Regions from separate parts of the Arachis hypogaea genome. Here region 2 is linked to region 1. The links are chromatin contacts, called in public Hi-C maps. All regions are on one chromosome and are shown on one strand. The core of a region is the stretch at or near the end of the contact, and the rest is flanking DNA. Distances in the headings are between cores, read along the strand shown. Region 1 holds the start of LOC112715241. Region 2 has its middle 7.2 kb from the start of LOC140175817.

What was found. Hi-C and Micro-C count contacts between places; a contact is called where the count stands out from the background.
Region 2: a contact with region 1 is called in a Hi-C map of an unstated tissue, with 3 times the contacts expected there. The contact joins the enhancer-like site here to the promoter of LOC112715241 in region 1. A contact is called at or near these places in 2 of 8 Hi-C or Micro-C datasets (leaf and an unstated tissue).

What each region holds. Positions count from the first base shown.
Region 1 is chr10:15,568,686-15,575,703 of arahy.Tifrunner.gnm2.J5K5, forward strand. It overlaps LOC112715241, which reads right to left and starts at 1,944. Exons shown (of 4, transcript XM_025767000.2): 1 at 1,709-1,944; 2 at 1,018-1,082. The coding sequence starts at 1,771. It overlaps LOC112715242, which reads right to left. Exons shown (of 7, transcript XM_025767003.2): 4 at 6,819-6,927; 5 at 6,543-6,666; 6 at 6,171-6,444; 7 at 5,023-5,412. The coding sequence ends at 5,305.
Region 2 is chr10:15,427,302-15,434,430 of arahy.Tifrunner.gnm2.J5K5, forward strand. No RefSeq gene overlaps it. Among protein-coding and RNA genes, the nearest start is that of LOC140175817, 7.2 kb to the right of the region's middle. Within about 2 kb of position 5,845, at least 3 of the 3 cell types and tissues checked have open chromatin away from gene starts, as enhancers often do.

The DNA of each region.
Region 1 (7,018 bases), core at 694-3,193:
ACCTTTTTGACTCAAGTAGTAAGCAATGCAACATGTCTTTTTATTTCACTCATTCTTGAGACATGATAGAATTCAGTCAATCAGAATGTGTCGACTCTAATCTCATTTTACGTCTCTAATAGATCAAGTTTTTGGGGCAACAATATTTTGGTGGCCGATACAAATAACATAACACTAATAAATATAAAAAGTTCAATAAAAATAATAATTATAAAATAATTATTATTAAATACAACACAATTATAATTAAACTATAATTACAGAAATATTTAAAGTATAAAATAATTCTAAATTATCTTTGTACATTAAGCAAAATAATATAAAATAATATATAACTTAATATAAAAGCTAAAACAAATTTGTATAAAACAATTTTTTATAGAACATATCATAATTATAAAATGAAATAAAATATTAAACTGTTTTTATAAAAAATTAAATTTTGAAATTATTTTAATTTAGTTACAGAACAATAAATTATTAAGATATTAAGTAATTACAGAATAATTTTAAATTAAATTGTTTAAAATATAATTATCAAGTGGTAAACATAAAAATTAAACTTTAATTTTAAAAATATGAAAATTATAAAATAATTATTTACAAACTACATAATACTATTAAGATAATTATAAATTACTTACACAATAGTTATAAATTATGACTACTTAAAAATATTAACATAATTAAATTATAAAATATTAATATCATAAATTATTAAAGTTGTCATACTAGTTAAAATTATAACACTATATTAAAATTATTTAAAGTTCGAAACTATAAAAAAATATAAAATATTATTAATTACATTATTACAGTAAATAATGAGATTAAGCAAATAATGAGGAGTATAAAATAATTAAAAAAATAAAAGAGATTAAGCTGATTAAAAGTTATATATTGAGAATGATCCAAATTCTTAATAATATATTCTTTCGATAATGTATAATTATGCACCATTTTATAACACACACTAACTGTATTAAAAAATATCAAAATTCTCTATAAAGATGCTACCTGCCTGATTTGTCTGCACATCTTATTGTTCCACATCTGCTATGTCCTACCACAAGCCAACATAACTACATTATACAAAATTTTTAAAATTAATAAATCAGTCCTTTTATAAAGACAAACAACATAATGTAAAAATTAATGTCTAACAAAATAAAAATTTAAAATTGATTAAATAATTAAATTTTGTTAAAAATTAATGTTTGCCTCAATAATATTTCTTAGAGACTGTATTAGGGTATTACTCTTTTTAAAATTTTCAATGTGCAAAATTGTTCTAACCGAACCAAAATAAATATAAATATATATTTAATCACAGTCCAGTTAAACCACAATATTCTGATGAACCATTATTATCTAGTCTGGCTTAATATCCAGTTCGACTTTCATAAAATTGAATTTAACTGTAATTCACATGAACTTAGAGAAAAGAAAATTTCATGGAGAAAGAAAAAAAAAGAAAAATAAAAGGAAAATATATAATTAGGTAGCAACTAGTCCGACTACCAAGTAACGAAAGCGAAAGCAGCAAGATATTTTAAGCAGAGAAGAAACTGTTTGAGGCAGCAATGGCAAATTGGGTCTTTGGTTCCCATTTCAAAACCCACTTTGGAAACACCCTCTTATCCTTAACAAGCCTCTCAGTGAGACCCAATAATAGTGAAGAAGAAACCAACGTCATTTCTCCCTCTACCTTCTTAAGATTCTTGGTCCTCCTCTCGTACTCTTCTGCCACCAACATAGCGATGTCAGACATTCTTGATTTCTCTCGCTATATTATTGTATGGTACCAAATATATGATGTTGCTTTGAGTTATGATTCTTAAGATGAAGAAATGCAACAAGATATTTATAGGAGCTAGGGGACTATAGAAACGAGTGTGTGAAAAGTGGATGGGCTTTTTCTTTTCGGATAAGAATGAATTGAACGCTGAATTGAAGCCTAAAAATGGAGATGCTGATTTTAGATATTTGGGTGGATACACTTTTTAAATGGGTGGGTCATGGAAGTGGTTTTTTTTAATGGTATTTTTTAATTCGATAAGTTAAGAATTAATTAATTATAAATTTAAAGATTATTTAAAAATTTATTATTAATCAATAAATTATTAAATAGAAAATCAAATGAAGCGATTATTTGACTAACTAATATTGGTTATGAAAGTTATTTCTTATTTAAAATTTTAAATATTCTCTGAACATGTAAGAACAAATTTTGGAAGAATTTATAATTTTTTTAAATATTAAAAAATTAAATTTTATAATTTATTTAGGACTTTGATAGGGTATTATTATGATAGAATATATAAATTATCATGTTATATATGCATTTAGTTGTTAGTCAAAAAGAGATGTGGCATTTTAGTCCATGTGAGCTTTTTGTTGAACAAATTTCACTGTATCATTTTATCGTAGTGGTCGCAATAATTAATTTTACATTCTTCTAAACAAAAATAAAAATTATGTGGTAGGTCATCAACAGTGCTCTTTTTATTAAAGTCAACACTTAGGATTTCACATGAAATGCTGGTCAAAATCACATGGTTCAGAATTTATGAACCGTGGGTAGAGTTTCCTTTTATAACTGCTTAGTGCTTAGATCTATCCAAGAAGTAAGAACTAAAAATCATAGCCTATGGAAAAAAAAATTAATAAGATAATAAAGAACCTGACGTCTTTCACAATTCACATGTCGAAAGCTATCCCTATCTCCATTCTTCATTTTAAACGTGAGTGCACAGACCACTGGACCTTTTGGCTGTGAATAGCATGTTTCCACGTATCTTATCTAATAATCTAGTACGATATAATGCTAGGAATCATGTGTATTATGCAACATTTTACATGAGATACTGTAATTAGATTCAGTTAGGTTGGGATAGCATTAATAAAACCACAATACAACTATCGACGTGGACGGCTGGACGCTATCGATTACGTTCATAAACTTGATCCATTCTTAAAGGATATTAGATTCCCAAAAATACATTAGAATATTACTATATTGGAGTGTAAACAACGTTCCGCTTGTAATATAAGGTGTTCACGGGTTTAGGCCACCTGATTATTCGTTCGAAATCGAAACGAACCAATCAAATTGGTTCCGAAATCAATGAATAATCAGATACAATTTAAATTAAATCAATGTTATTTTATGTTAATTAATTGTGTTAATTAATTCGGATAATAATTTTAGAGATGCAAAATTTGAACTAACTCGTAAATTTAAACTTTTATTAATTAAATTAAAAATATATATAATTTTTATTGATTATTAGTATAATCTAACTATATTTAATATATAATTTTTATTAATTAAATTAAATTATTGACTTGTTTATTTGATTTATTATATTTATATGATTTTTTTAAATAAAATTTTATTTTTTTATTTTTTTATAAATTTCTGTTTTATCATGTATTCAATTATTTAAACTGAACCAATTCGTTTTTAATCGAGTTGATTTAATTTAGCTATACAAAAAAAAACTTAAATCTAAACAAATTATAATTCAATTGATTCGATTTTAATTTACCTCGAATCTGATCCAACTCGATCTATGAATACTCCCTTATTTATAAGGGTGTGTTTGGATTTGCGTTGGAGAAGAGAAAAGCGTGTTTGATCTTCTTGAATGCTTCATCTTTGTGTTTGGCAACATTTTTATACTCTAAACGCAGAAATGATTTTTATGTTCAATCCACGTTTACCAAAAGCTATAAATTCTAACTTTTTTGTTTAGCTTTTTACGTTGGATTAAAAATGATGTTCTATGTACCAATTATGTCTTTCATTATTCATATGTTTGTTTTTTTATAATATTTTTTCTAATACTCTCTTATACATATTATTATTTTTTTATAAAATTTCTGTTTTTTTTATGAGTTTTTTTATTGTTATTGTTATTTTTTTTACATAGAATATTTTCTTACTTTGTATTATGATTCAATTAATTCTGTTAGAGTACTAAAAAAATATTAAAATTTATTTAAATATTTAAAATAAAATATAAGATAACATAAAATAATTATTTAAATTCATGTTATTTTCTGTAATTTTTTACTCAAAAATAATTTTGAATAATGCCATCCAAACAATATTTAGTTTACTATAATTCATTTTGAATAAAATTGCCAAACATAAACCACGTTAATACTAATTCACTTTTGATCAAAATCAATTCTATAAAATCAATTTTATACAAACCTCAGTTTACAAATTGTAATCCAAACACACACTAAGTCTCTATCCATCTATTACGCTATCATAGTTTAAGTATCTAACCGACGTGTTTAATGCCTTGGATTCACCTTTCAGCATCTTGGAAACGTGCCTTTGCTCACAGTGCATTGATGGATGGTGGAAGGGTGAAATGGTTTCTTTCGTTTTAAGAGTGTTCTAGGTCATTCGATTATCCGAACAAAACTAACCCATGCATTGGCCATTGCATAATCGGGTAAGACTCGATTAAACCCGACTTTAATTATTTTGAATATTAATTTTATAATTGCGAAATCTGAATCAATCCAATTACTCGATTAGTTTTATATTGTACTAAAAGAATAAAATATATATACTAAACTAACATCCGACGCCTTATTTCTTCAGCAATCAGCAACCATTCCCTGTCTCTATTCCTTGCAAGTTTATTTTATACTACATAAAAATTCAATGACTCATGTGACTTACTTTATAATTTTTTTTTTGTTAAAACTTCAAAGATTTAAAAATTTTCAAATTACGAATATTAGATAATGTTTATCTAAATATAAAATTTGGTCATGATTAGCTTGTAATTAACCTTAAATCCTATATTCGTAAACAGCTCTTTTTGTTTTATGTTTCAGCTGCTTTGAACAGAGCTAGTAAACTTAACGAAAATTCCGAACTTTCTGTTGCCATGCTGCAACAGAATTTATTTTACAAAATTACTTTGCTGTAGTTGGTAGTCTCTCTAGTTCAGAAATATGCCATCAGCAAAATTTGAGACATGGACAGCAAGCATAGAAGAAAACAAGACTTGCCAACCGGCACGGCGAATCGGCAACATACCTGTAACCTGTTATTGTGCATTCAATGAATTCTCTACGATTTTCTTTACAATTGTAAAACGGATCTGAAATTCACAAATTTTCACATAACAGCACGTGTACACCTCTAACCAAATTGAAATAAGCAGCTATTACATTCTTAACAAGTAGCTGTGCATCTTTGTTTGAAGGACCATCTTCCTAAAACACGGAGGACTGGTCTGTGTACCAAGTAGATGACTGAGTAGTTATTCACATTCAAAGGAGGCCCAGTGTCTTCAGCTGTTGAATATGCTCAGGTGGGAGAGAAGGGGGAGACCAATCAGACCCTGTCTGTTCTCCATCAACATCTTCGACCACATACTCCTGTAGTGAGAAAGGACAAGAATTTCATAAACTAAGAATATTCAGAATTTTTCAAGGAACCGTCATGTTTGGCATCAAACATTCAGTTAGATATAAAATATGAGCGATGGCACAAAATGCAAGTCAAAACATCCTCCCTTAAAGGGTTCCCAGGAAGAAATGGTATAGTAGTACCATGCATGAAACAAATATGGGGGTCATGGTTTTAATACTGATACCACACTAAGTGGTTTTGTCCAGTACTTTCTATTGCACTTTTCATATTCAGCTTCTAGTTTTGTTAACCACTCGGTAAACTATAAGAGCATGGAACCTCTCATGCATAACAGTAAAGTCTCTTATGACCTTGTCATGCTTATTTTCACTGTTGATTATGCTCTTGTGAATCCCACACTTCGCCTCACCTTTAATAAATGGTGGGCACTATAACATGTGATCTCACATAAAGGAACCATTCCCGGCAAGGGACAATCGAGTAAATAGAATAGATTTAGCATCCATAAACTATCCATAAATACTTTGAATCATTACTAATATAATGCAAGAGAGCATTAAATTAGTTGAAGCAGAAAAAATATTAACTATCTATAATTTTAGATGATAAACAGAAATTAAGTGAAATATGTGCTAATTGGGCATATCAATTAGGTATTAAGCTGGGTTTAGCAGAATAGCAATGGCAAAAAATGCAGCAAATTTTGACAGTTCATAGCAATACCAAAAATTGCACTAAAAATTGGAGAATAAACCAATCGCACCTTGGTTAACATTCTTTTTGCAAGTATGTGATAATGACGTTGCCATATCCGTTGTCCTACCATGGTAGCTACCAATACACTGTAAAATATCCCAATCACAGTGAAAAGTCCCAGAACAATCAAAGCCATTATGAATAATAATGGTAGTCCTGCTTCCCCAGCACCTCCCAAACATCCACCACATTCAGTTGCCATTGTTCCACAACTCTCAAAGCATGTGGTGCAGTCAGTCCACATACAAAGTGTGCCTGGCAAGTGACAATCTGCACAAACTCTGCAATGATATAAACCATAACAAGATCATCCCAGAAACTATTTATTAACAACATCCAAGTCTCAAGACTCATATATAGGTAAAATAAGGGTTATTACCCAGGTTGACAGCAACAAAGACATAATTCTCTACAAGGCTGAGCCAAATCATTGCGAACTCGTCGATCATAGCAAGTGATGAAGCACCCAGAAAGACCAAGCAGGGCAAAAAACAACAGCGCTCCTGCAATTGATAATACCAACACAAAATCAACACCAATACAATATATTATATATGGAAAAAATCAGACTCTGAACTCAAGACAGAAAAAGAAAATGTAGGAACGAATATTGTACAAGTATTTGATGCACACTGCTTATTTAAATGTAATTTACCACAAATGTAGTAAAAGCTCAGTTCGCTATCAAAACCCCAGAGAAGACGAAGCCAATACTGCTGGTAACCATCTATTAGATAAACCAAATAAGCCAGCGAAGCAATGACCTGCATGCAAAGGCAATAGGGCTCCGTGTCAGATTATCTATATGTGATTCATAAAATATAAATGGATACGTTAGTTTGAGGAATGGAAATA
Region 2 (7,129 bases), core at 4,595-7,094, 140 kb before region 1:
CATCAGTAGGTTGGAACAAAGATGATAGATACATATTTCAGGCGGAATCTTAGAAGCCATCCAACAACGCAACAAATACAAACATATAGAAAGCGGACACCGTGATATCAAGTTGTATAAACCAACATGCATGTTGTAAGAATTATTATATAAGGAAAACTAAACAAAGGGGATTCACCTAATAGTAGGTTAACACGCTTGATTTGTTAAGAGCCTGAACTTGAGATAGAATGGTTGTTTTACGGCTTCCTGCGGCACAAAAAAAATTAATACTGTGTATTTATCCGGCTCATGTAGCTGGAAGCAGGATTTAAGTATATTAATGCATATAAAGTCAAGCTTGTTTTGCACAAAACAGCATGATACAAAGATGCCTCGCAAAGCCACCAACACATTCTTTTGTCCATGTAGCAAACATTACCTTGTTAGAGCATACTAACTTTAATTTCTTCGCTCAGGTCTAAAAATCAGGGGGTCCAGGCTTGAGAACAAAATTCTTTTAGTGTTATTACATATCAATATCATAAAGAGAGGTTAATTATTTGGTTACAGTGACAAGAGAAATATATTTGGTAGCGAAAATTGACCAATCTTTATCATACTAAAGTAACCATCCGTGATAATGTCAACGAAGATTCAACAATGGTCAACCAAGAAAACGTCAAATTAGATGAACATGGTCCACACAGATACACACCAAAAAAAGAAAAAAAAATTAATTTAAAATGATATGAAACCAAAAGGAACAAACTTTTTCATACTTTTCCCGCGCTAAAGTTAAATCAACATGAATTGCAACAACGTAAATGAACTGCCTAGCCCACAATCTCTGGGATGCTACCATGGCACCCAAAGCTTTCTCACCATGGTTAAACGCTCATATAATCAACAAAATCTATCTCTAACACAACATGCAACAGTAATAAGCATTCAAAAAATGAACAACTACAGATACTAACAGATACTTCGAGAACGCGGCTGATTACCTCGGATCGGATGTTCAGCTGGTCGGCGATGGCGTTGCCCACGCGAGTAAAACTGCTAGAATGCTCCTTTCGGTCGTGAGTGCTCCTCTGCCTTCAACTCTGACCGAAGGCACAGCGCGGACGGTTTCCGGGTTGGTGACGGCAGGGTGTTCAGCCACCTTCCTCGGGCGATGAAGGCGAGGCTGTTCTCCACGTCCTCGGGCGGTCACGGCGTGGTTCTCTCGACGGCCTCGGGCGGTGACGGTGGGGTCTTCTCGACGGCCACGATTGGTTGGCGTTTGCGGCGCTGCGGAGTCTTCCTTGCAAAACGGCGCTGAGGGGTCTTCTTGGTTCTGTTCAACAAATGCAAGGTTAATTGATTGGGAGTGAAACGGCCTCAATCTCCTTTATTAGGATTTTGGGGAAAAAATGTAATTAATTATAATTTTGTGATATGGTTAATTAAACATCTATAAAAGATTAGGGTTATTAATGGGTTAAGTTATCCTATTAAACTAAATTGGGCCTTATAAAACGGTCCATTGTAGCCATTGTAGACATATTTCATTGTCTCCCTAGCGTTACCCTAATTAAACTATTCTGTCACTATATAAACACACTCATTTTTTTCTATTGCCACCAAAACATGTTCACATTTCTTCTATTGTTTTCTTGTCTGTTACTCGCTACTAGCGAGTATTTTACCATCCTCTCTTGTTTTGCCCATACATGTTCACATTTTTTCTATTGTTTTCTTGTCTGTTACTCGCTACTAGCGAGTATTTTACCACCCTCTCTTGTTTTGTCCATACTGTAATACGCAAAGGGCAGTACTACGTAATGAAAGAAATAATTTTTTTATATGCTGAAGAAACGTGGACAAACTGGTTGGTAAACATGTGTTAAGTTGTTTCTCTGAAAAACAGCAACTCTGACTAGAAACAGAAATAGTAGATTATAATAGATAAAAGAGATTAATCAGATAAAATATTATGTTATGTTAATTATTATGATTAAATGTTTGGACCTTTTTATTTCGGCCCAGTAAGATTTTTTGCAGCCGAATTATGTATTCCAAATAAATGGATTGGAATAGTTTTATAATTCTGATTCTTCTCTGGGTTTAATCCCCATCTAACAATAATGACAATAATAACAAAAACATGATACATACCGGCCCAAAAGGCCCAACAAATACCCAAACAGGATTACGTTAACATGAAAATAAAATTAATTATCATGGAAAAAGAGTACAATTTTGTATACCTATTTCATAATAATAACGAAACTAACACTTTGTTGATTATAACTTCTTGAATACTTAATTCTTTCTTAAATTTCATAGCAATTTAACTGGATTTTATTAAAAAAAAAACATAAGCTGTATAATTGTACTTTTATTATTGCACATGAGGTAAAGGGGTTTAGGGTTTAGATGATCACATTAACATGTAACAATAGTATTGTCAGAATAATAAATTTATATGTCTATTATTAAAATTTAGACAAATTAATTTCCAAATAATTTTTACTCTAAAATAAGTAAAATAAGGTAAAAATAATAAAAGTGACAAAATTATATTTTTTATTATTTTTATTTTTTTAATTGTCTAATTTAAAAATAAATATTAAAATAATTACAAAAACTCTATCTCACAACCTCATAAACAAATATCTCATTTCTTCTTTTGAATTTTCAATTATCTCAAGAATACAATTTATACTAAATCGTATATTAGAATTAAAGATGAAATAAACGTAATTAATTCACATGACGTCTGACACGATACTCCCGCAGTTGTTTTGCATAAAAAATTGCCTTCTTTATTCAGAACACTATCGACATGTGTCTTGGGGCAGACTCTCTTAATCGGACATTCTCCTTCATGTTGATGTACTTTTTCGCTCGTTCTTGTACTTTGTACAGGAAGGTCGGGTGCCTCTTCGACATGGATTAGGAGAACAGACCTTCTTTCAGGCCATTAACTACTTCCCATGATGGCAGCTTCAATGGAAAAATTTTAAATCTTCAGGCAGATCTTGCTGAATCTTTCCATAAAAGCTCGAAGAGTTTGTCCGACCTCCTATTTGATCACTAAAAGGCTTGTAGAGTCTTTGACCTTATTTTTCAGGATGAAAAACCGGGTAAAAAAACTCCTTGTAAGGTTGTCGAAACAAGTTACAGACCTAGGTCGTAGACTGCCAAACCACTTCATTGCCGCTTTAGTTAACATCGTTGGGAAAGTCTTGCAACAAGTTGCATCCGACGCGTCAGCCAAGTACATTCGACTTTTAAAGCTACTAAGATGGTGTCTCGAGTCGGTCGTTCCATCATAGAGGTCCATGTCTGGGCTTTTCAAAATCCTGGAAACTTTAACCCGTAAAATCTCTTCCGTGAATGGATCTTCACCCCCGAAAGGGAGTCTCTTCCCAATCAACATGAGCTCTCTGACCTCGAAGGTCAGATTCAAGTTTCTCAATTTGTCCTTCTGAATCTCATCGTCGTCGTACTTCCCTTTTTAGAGCTCGTTCGGACTATCGTTGTTGCTTCAGTTCAATCTCGAGCTGCTCCAATCATCCGTGGTGTCCGTCCACCAAGCACATGAGTTCTACTGGAATCTGGTTCACCATATCCTCAGGTGAGTGGGTTTTTGAATTTATCCTTTTGGGTTGCGGATTTCGTGAAGTCCCCTCCCATTATGGCCGTCTGTTCTATCTTGTCGTGGAGGGACTACAAGCGCATGATCGTTGTTGTGATGTTCTGGCTAAAATTCGGATGCCATATGTTCGTCTTCAAGACGATCATCCACCATGATTGGGTGTAAACTTGTGGGTCCCTGGCAACAATGCTAATGTTCTGAGGATTACCTAAAACGGATGGAATAGGCCTGAACGTGAGGTCCAGACTTCTTTGGGGCAGCGTCCGATGTGGAGAAATAGGCTGTTGTTTTATCTATTTTGGGATATGTATATCTATGTATTTATACTTCGGCTAGCCTTAACTTCGCAGGTTGAGTTGGAGATTCGGTATTTTGTATCTCTTGACATTCTACTCTTTATACTTATATATGATCCTTTCCCATTTTACTCGATTTACGTTCACGCGAGCGACGCGCTTTTATTTTTGCGATTTATTGTTTAAACGTTCTTTCAAGACTCCTCAAATATATATTCATTTCACCTATATTATATATATATGATTTTATTCTTAGAGGTCGTAATACCTCGCCACCTCAGTTTTATGACTATAGCATAAGATTCTGTGTGGTAGAATATTACATTGGTTACTTATTTAGATAAGTAGGACCAAACTCGTGTTGCTGTATCTGACCTCTATAAGGTTGGGTAGGTATCGGTCCGAATGATACATGTTAATTGAGATTTAGTCATTTTGGGCTTGCTTGAATTATGGGCCAGTGTATGAACACAAAGTATTATGAAAAAATTATTCATCATATACAAAAAAAATTATTTCTTTCATAAACTGTTAATATTAATAAATCCTAACAACAGTCACAAATTCAAAAAATTATGACAGTAGGAGCAAAATATGTATAACATAATAATAATTTTTTTTAATAACAATCTTATGTGTATATTTTTTTTGTGACTTATCTTATGTGTATATATAAATCAGCTATCAAATTATCCATTAATCATTATGTATTTGTGTATAAATATATATTGTTTAACTTATTTTTAATGTGTATTTTGTATTTCAATATGTATTCTGTATGAGTGATTATTTTTTACGTATATATAACATGATTATTGTGATAATTATATTTTGTTATTGTAAAATATTATTAGTCTTCAAATATCTATTTTACAAATTAAAATATTAAAATAGTAATTTAAATAATAACATATATTTTAGAATTCTATTTGTTAAGTTTTATATTTTGAAAAAATTGAGTAACCTTTTTCTCAATAATACAATCAAAATTGCTCTTTTTCTATACATATTAGTAAATAATTATTTAAAAATCCACTTCTTATATTTTAGGAACCAACTCTTACTGATTTTAATAGTTGAAAAAGTTGTTTTAATTAATACAGTTGTTACCGAAAAAGCTCAAGCTAATTTCAAAAGAAGATTTTTTTCGAGTCAATTTATAACAAACAACATCAATCTCATTTAAACTGAGAATTGGTCATTCTAATAATCATCTAATATAAAATTCTTAAATTGACTATTATATATCAAAAGTTAAGTAACAAATTATTATGAAGTCAAATTCAATAATTTAATAGAAACAAATGAATATTATCATTGTATACTACTCAAAAAATTTAAAATTATAGTAAAAACACTTGTCTCCACAAATTACTACATAAATATGTCCCAGCCTAATAGCATTCATTTAATTTTTTTCTAAATTCATTCAACAAAAATCTATTCCTCCACAAAAATTATCACACTCAAAATACACCCTAAATCCTAAATCAAAAAGCTGAATAATTTGTGATGTTCCATAAACCTTAAACATAATTCCCTAATTATTATTATTATTTGGTAAAAATTATTATTATTATCGTTGTGGCTAGTGTTACTCTTCCAGTAAATACCACTTTTTTCTAGCTCATGTAATTACTGTTATTTTCATCATCATGATTATTTTTTTGAGACAAAAAACACGGTTTTTTTATTTTGTTTTTCAGCAACAGATTTTCTTTTTTTTTTTTTTTTGCTATCCAAAATCCTCTTTCTTGGATTAAAAACTCTACCCATAACACTTCTGTTTTTGGATTTAAAAAGGAAAATGAGATCCATAACTACCTCGTACAAAAAGTTTAGGCCCACTAAAAACAGCCCAATAATTACACTAACATTAGCATTAACTTCTGCTAATTGTTAACGCCGGAAACGACAAGCTCATTATGCCTCTGTCTTGGATTTGGTAATTGTCCCCAATTCAGTCAGTATATAAACCACGTGTATAGAAGTAGTTTCATCCACGTACGTTCATCACGTATAAAAAATAAAGGCCTTCATCACGTATAAAAAATAAAGGCCTTCATCACGTATAAAAAATAAAGGCCTTCATCACCGTAGTATTGGCCATATAAAAAATCTGTTTTTTTTTAATACAAATAAAGATATAAACATATTATTTCTCTAAATACAAAGGAGTAGAAGAATAGTCATCAAGATATGCAGTGTCATTTTATTATTAGCGTTCGCAAAATAGAAATAAAAATATACCCTAATCCACCAAGATATGCAAGTGAACATATTATTTAATTAATCATTGAGGCTAGCATTTTCACTATCTTTTATAAGATCTTAGAAAAAAAAATTAAAAAATAAAATATAAATCAAATATTGAAAAAAATAAAAATATTATTTTTTATTTTTATTCTTATTTTTTATTAAATTCTAAAAAAAAGACTAAAAATAAAATTTCTAAATTTCTGATAAAATTCAACTTTGATCGTAATGCTATAAAATCTGATTTAAATCAAATCTTAAGACGTATATATTAACGTCATTAAGAGATATAGCTCGTGCATAAAGCTTTCGCGACGTACAACCATTTAACTTGTGATGTACAACCACTCCACAAGTAAAGAGTACGTTTTCTGAAAAACCAAAGAAGCAGTCACGGTTTTCTTGGTATACCATTAGTTCCCGAACCCATAAAATTATAACGTCTATATAGTGAGAAACTTGAATTCGTCACGAACGCATGAATATAAAATTTGTGTGATTCCGAGTTCGTTAGTTATATCAATTATTAATTAGAAAAATAGTTGCCAAGAAGGCATTAACCTAAAGAAGCAAGAGCATGAATTAAAAGTAATAAGTTACAAAAAAAAATAATAATTAAGAAAGTAAAAGATAGTTAATAATATATGAATAAAAATATACATGAAAGAAAAGTAAAGATAATTTTTCTCATGGAAGAGAATGCATCATATTAGTATTGTAAGAAGAGAGCACGACAAAGAAAACATCAACATTAGAGTCGGTAAGTTGTATGACTTAAAGCCACGGCCTTAGAAAGAAGAACGCTCTATTTGTTAAAGATCTCCGAGAGAGCAAACCTTAGAAAGATTCTAAAAACTACAAAACTAAGTGTTTCCGAATAAAATGACGAAAAGCCTCAAAATACTGTGTAAGTCCCATTAAAGTAACATTGGTAGGCAGACAACCTCACTAA